2 separate regions of the Rattus norvegicus genome follow, and region 1 is linked to region 2. A link is a contact called in public Hi-C data. All regions are on one chromosome and are shown on one strand. Each heading gives the region's core, a stretch centred on a gene start, on an enhancer-like site or on the middle of the called end of the contact. The rest is flanking DNA. Distances are from core to core; before and after follow the strand shown.

What was found. A called contact is a pair of places that touch in the nucleus more often than the background predicts.
Region 1: a Hi-C map of the A7r5 cell line shows a contact between it and region 2, with 2.4 times the contacts expected there. The contact joins two enhancer-like sites. A contact is called at or near these places in 2 of 12 Hi-C or Micro-C datasets (the A7r5 cell line and Schwann cells).

The regions. Positions count from the first base shown.
Region 1 is chr17:36,285,890-36,288,929 of GRCr8, forward strand. The region is part of intron 7 of LOC134482707 (a long non-coding RNA gene); the gene reads left to right. Among named protein-coding and RNA genes, the nearest start is that of H3f3al1, 180 kb to the right of the region's middle. Within about 2 kb of position 1,757, at least 15 of the 93 cell types and tissues checked have an H3K27ac peak or open chromatin away from gene starts, as enhancers often do. A contact at or near this core is called in the A7r5 cell line, where this site is marked.
Region 2 is chr17:36,062,020-36,065,065 of GRCr8, forward strand. All of the region lies in intron 3 of LOC134482707 (a long non-coding RNA gene), which reads left to right. Among named protein-coding and RNA genes, the nearest start is that of Rpl29l1, 140 kb to the left of the region's middle. Within about 2 kb of position 1,777, at least 22 of the 93 cell types and tissues checked have an H3K27ac peak or open chromatin away from gene starts, as enhancers often do. A contact at or near this core is called in the A7r5 cell line, where this site is marked.

The DNA of each region.
Region 1 (3,040 bases), core at 507-3,006, 220 kb after region 2:
AAGAACAGAATGGTATGTACACAGCATAGAGTGTATAGATAGGAACGGAATGGTGTGTGCCCACAATGGGTGTATACATATAGGAGCATAGTGGGTGTAGACATAGAGGGGCAGCATGGTGTGTGTAGTGAATGGGCATGTGCACATATAGGAAAAGCATGGCGTGTACAGAGTTCAATATTGTGTATGGTTCAGTATCACCCAGAATATTTGAACTTCTCTCAAACTGATAAGGGGTTCTACGGTAACCAAAATTCATTGAATCTGCCTGGAATGGGCAGTGCCACTGTGAACCGCAGTGGACGAAACTACAGAGGAGTGGCTGATGCAGTGAGTACATCCCAGGGCACCACAAAGCACTGTCTGAAAGGCAGAGGGTGGCCTCTGGGTGCCAGTCAGGTGTGCTGAGACACATTCCGTTGGTGTATTGGAAGGGGCAGCTGATCCCTGCAGGCTTGTCACAGTCTGCTGAAGCAGGGCCTGCCACCAAAGTAGCATGAGGAACTCTTCTTCAGCCTGCAGAGTGATGCTGTGAAGGAATTGAAACCCCATCTAGAGCAGAGCTAAAAACAGTGGGGAGAGAGGAAGTGTAATTTGCTGTCTTCCAGTTTGCTTCAGTCCAGCCTGCGGCTGACCTGTTAACCATCTCAGACCCTGAGCTCAGCACAGACTGGCCATCCATAGGAGCCCAGGCAAGCTTTGATTTCATTGGACTTGTATGCCTTTTTCCTTTCAGCCAACTCAACTCTTGGGCCTTAAAAGCATGCTGCTTTTTTTTTTTTAACCCCTTAAGATTTAAATAATTCTAGTGTCTACACAACTAGAATGTATTGTAAAATTTTAAATTCCTGAAATACAAAATGTAGCTCAGGATCCTTTTCTAATGGTCTGAGTGTACAAATAAAAACACACTAAAAAGGTAAGGCAAAGGAGCTTCCAGAAAATGGGAACACTTCTGTCAAGTAGGCACCTAGTACCAGAATGGGTCAGAATGGCTCGATGTGCTCATGAGTATAGCTGTGTCTTTACTTAAACACCTTTCCCTGGCCCTTTCTACATAACACTTTGAAGAAACTCCCAAGAGGTCATGCCTTCTACCAGCAAAGGGTGGTGAGAGGACTTGGGCAGGCCCAGAAGGGAAAGAATCCAGAGCTAGGTGTATGGAGGACCTCGTGCAGACCCAGATCCACCCAGTCACTGGGTAACCCTGAACTTGGCTGCCTCCCTCTTTGCTCAGGTCCCTCAGGTGGCCTCATTGTTTTTATAACCATGGTAGAAAGAGTATGTGAAGGCCTTGCCTGGCTGGCAGTCTCGTTGCCATGGAAACTTCCATTCCACACACCTGATTCACACATCACGCTCTGCTAAATCCAGACAGAGGTCACAGACTGGCATTTGCCCTTTGTCTCCCCTCCTTGTGTTTTCCAGGCACCGAATGAATGGATAGAGGGATGGGCAGTGGGTAGCCTAGCAAGAAAGCGTTGCTGCGAAGAAGTTTGTGAATTCCAGGACCATAAAAACACCCCCCCAAGAGCCCCCCAAAAACAACAAAAACAAAACAAAACAAAACAAAAAAATCCAACAACAAAAACTGGTAGCCGTGAAGGGCAAACTGGGGAGGTGGGGCTGGGGAAGTCTGTGTACATCGGAGCTTCTCCTTGCAGTCAGCCTCGGTCCTGGGTTGCATCTGAAAGTGATTTTCTGGGTTCCCGGGTGAGCGTGGAAATGAGTCTAGCAGATTCCGGAGCGTTGGCTCCTTGGGGGGTTTTCTGTCCCATTTCACTGAGTTGCCTAATAACCTCAGCGCCAGGGTGTGCGCGTCAGGATTGCAGTGTGGGCTGAGGTGCACATTAGCCACAGCTGTCTATTAAGAACCGAACGATCTGATGATCTGTCTCAGAGCCTGGTTTTTCTTCATGTCATCTATAATATTTTAGAAGGCAGACGCAATCTGTAGGCTGTTCTTTTTCAGTAAATTTAATGTGTTTGAAGAAGGCTTCCAGTTTTTCCTGCGATTACTATTATTATTATTTTCTACTTGTATTATTCATTTTCTAGATTTAGAGAAAAAGAGATGATCAAAAATCAAATTATTAACCTTTCTCTATCAGAATTTCTTCTCTATGCTTTGATTCATATTCTTTTGATTCTTATTTGTTTAGGTAGCACAGGGTATTGAACATATTAGGCAAATAGTCAATTACTAAACCATATTCCCAGCCCTGGATTTTTTTTTTTAAGGTTAAATTTTACAGATGATTTTTAAAGATAATAAAAGGACATTCAGAGGACATGACATCAGTTGTCACACTGGGTATCATACGTGATTTGTGGGGCATCTGGCTTGTCTCTCAGCAGACTCATAGCAAGGGTCTCTGCATGTGTTCATCTCTGCTGACTTCCCTTTCCTCTCATTCATTAATGCACCCTCCATTTTGGTCAGCCTTTGTTGACAAATTACCATCTAGCTTTAGCAGCACACTGGACCTGGGTTTAAAATATCACTTCCCTATATCCTTGAGTACATTATTTTATTTTATTAAATTTAGTTTATCTGTGTGTAGGAAAGTATTGCTGTGACAATAGTCATAAATGTTAGTGTCAATGTAGCATTGCTCTGTATTCAGGATGGTTCCTATTCTGCTACTTCACTTCAGAAACAGCATTTGCCTGAAGGAACACTCTTGCCATCCAAATAATTGTCATTTCCCTGACTTTGCTTACGTGGAGATATGCGAGACTTAGTAGATGGCTGTTGAGCTAAGAGAATAAACATTTAAAAAGTAGAATGTATATGCGCTTTCTCTTATCTTTAAGTATCTGCTGAGTCCATTTTAGGAGCCTCATTGTAGGCTCATATTGGAAAATAAGGTTTACTCTTCTCAGAAGATAAATGGTCATCCCTGACACTAGTTCAGACAGCAGCGGGTGTGGCGCTCTGGCCCATTCTCCAAAGTTGTGGAGGTGTGTGTGTGAATTCTGGTCCTGACCATCTGAGGCCCACTTTGACTTCTGGAGTTCTTTTCCCTCCTCATTCTTT
Region 2 (3,046 bases), core at 527-3,026:
TGGTTGGTTCCCACATTTTCTTTTCTGAGACAGACTTTTTCCTGGGAGTTGAAACTCACCAGTTGAGCTAGGCTAGCTGGCTAGGGAGCCCGAGGACCTTCCCACCTTCCTCTCTCCAGCTCTTGGATGTCTGGAGCACACAGCTGTGCCTGTCTTTCATGTGGGTGTAGGGGATCAAACTGAGGACATCACATTTGCCCTCACTTTATGGACTGAGCCATCTCCCCAAGCCTGAATTGTTTATTTTTTTTAATCATTAACAGATCTATGACATAACAATGTTCATTCTTTGGTTACTGTTCAGTCATTTAAGAAAGATTTGAGACTTTTTAAAAGAAAGGTTGATTTCCATGCACAGTCACTATGTATATACTTTTATGCTTACGCCAGGCCCTTTCACACCGAGGTTTCATTGTGCATTGATTTGCACACTGTTAAAGCCAGAATATGAAAGAGTCAGTTTACCAATATGAACTAGAAAACCTTAAAGAACTTTAAAAGGAAGGAACGAAAAAGCCATCTGGGGCCTGAGGAGCAATTTGAGGCTGTACTGATGCTCCAGTTGGCAGGCTGTCTGGGCAGCTGGATCTAGGTTGCACCCTGTATTTTCCCCCTTCCATCTGGACAGACATGGAGGTGTTGAGTCTGTAATCTGGGTCTTGTGAGAGCCAAGTCCGTGTTATGGAGTAGTTCTGTTTTGCACACAGTTGTCCTGATTTTCCCTCTTCTCTGCTTGCCCACTAGAAGGGAAAAAAGTAATCAGAGGTGCTGCTGGGTGGGGCCCTCTTTGATTGCAATGCCCCAGGGGTTTCTAGGTTAACAAATTAGAGCTTTTGGGCTGACTGAGCGGCCTCGTGCTGGTGGGTGCAGCAGCTTTTTCATGCCTTCTCATGTTCTTGCCCCCCTTTCCACTCCAGAAAGGAGACTGAACCCAGAGGCTTTGACTGAGGAAAGGCTGGTCTGAGGAGCCCTGGGACTGTTGACCACAGCTGCAGAGAGGAAGGCCAGCCCTTTCTTGGAAGGTGTGGGATGAGAAATGCACTCCCTTCCCTGCCTTTGCACTGATGCCTGGTGTGCCTCAGAGCTAGGACACCCGGGCTGGAGGGTGGAGCATGGGGAGGGCTAAGGTTAGGGAGAGGAGGTGAATCTCTCCTGGGAGCAGGGGACCAGGAATAAACATTCAAAGGAGCTGGGACAAACCCTCTGGCTGCCCTCCTGAGGTTGAGGGGCGGATCAGAAAGGGACCTTGGTCAGTTGTGGAGGAGGGTCAGAGTCAGGGAGGCAGTAGCCTGAGTCTTGGAGGAATAAGATCTCGCTGGCTGCCTCCTCTCTGCTGGGGTCGCTGAAGCCAGTGCAGGAAGTGGGAGGGTTTCTGCTAGAGTTTATTGAAAAAACAGCTGCCTGGCTCCACTTCCCTCCCCCACAACGGCCCATCCTCGCTGTGGCTCAGGATAGAACTATGCTGTAAACTTTGGCAGGAGCCAGGCATGCCGATACTTTCTCAAACAGCAACTTCTTCTCCCCCCACCACCCCCTTTGGCATAGAGCCATTAGTTTGAGGCTGGGGAAAGAAACAGAAAGACTAAATAAAATGTGATACAGTGATTCTAGAAATGATTTGATTTGGTCCAGTTCACCGACTGGACCTGAAGGAACCAGTGAGTAAGGTAGGGGAGACAGTTTTTGCAAGTGGTGAGCAGACGCCAGAACTGGAAGGCCTACATGCTCTTTTCCATTACTGTCATGACATCTTGGACAGAATCCACTCTAGGAAAGCACTGTAAATGCCTGTAAGTTTGTGACTTAGTCTTTGACCAAGAATGCTTAGGGGGTTGAAGGGGACAGGAAATAGCTAAGAGCCAGGGCCCCACAGGACAGAAGTGTGTGTGTGTGTGTGTGTGTGTGTGTGTGTGTGTGTGTGTGTGTGTTGATTAGGACCTGCAGATGGTTAGCAGCAGCTGTTTTATGGTGTGAACTGTTTGCTCAGACTTTCAGAAGCTAATTCTCCATGGATATTAGTTTGCCAAGCAACTCTTTCCTTTATTCTTGCTTCCCAACCTATTTTCGTGTGTGTGTGTGTGTGTGTGTGTGTGTACCAACCCTAGCTATGACCTTGAGGCTCCAAAAGCTGCTGGCTGAGTCTGAGGCTCTAAGTACAGGAGGGTTGCAGCACCAGGAGGCTCCTGGCTCAGGTTTACTTCAGACCTGGGGGTGAGGGCAGATAGCAAGGAGAAGGCTGCAGAGGGAAGGGTTTTCCTCTGTCTTGTCTGAGCTCATAAAGTGTGTGCCTGGCTCCCCCTCTGCTCTGGCTTTACTGTGAACTCCTGCTCTCGCCTTCACCCTTCCCCTTTGCCTTCTATTAAACCTGAACTCTGTTTCTTCCTCCACTTGACATGAGAGAATATATTTTTTTTTTTCAGGGACAATTATGAGTAGTGAGTTAAGACATCTCTAAAATTCACTAATGGTAGAGGCCTTAGGGCACGGTTAACCAGTTCTGTTACCCGCTTCAGTATTTTCCTTCTGTTAATACCCTGCTTGTGGCTTGAACTACTTAAAAAAGCATCCTTAGCCCTGTTGTAGAAAGCAAAGCAACTGTCACCCTCTTGTGTGAGAGCGTGACAAAGTCTGGGGTCTTGGAATGGTAGAATTTAAAAGGCCAGTTAGTAACATTTCCTTATTTTTGGTTCTGGAAAACCCAGGGCTTTGTGTATGCTAAACACAGGCTCTCTCAAACTCCAGCCTACATTACTTATTAATGGGTCATTAGTAATAGAGGCTTCTTGTTGTCGTTGTGTGTGTGTGTGTGTGTGTGTGTGTGTGTGTGTGTGTGTGTTGGTGTATGGTGTATGCATGTATATGAGTTCAGGTATATGTGAGTGCACATACAGGCCACAGATTGATTATCGGTGTCTTCCTCTGTTTTAGTTTCTTTATATATTATTACTCTTTAGATTTAATATTCATTTTTATTTTTTTATATTATGTATACATGTGTAAGTACGAGTGTGGGTTTGTACACTGAAGTGCAGTGCCCACAGAGGCC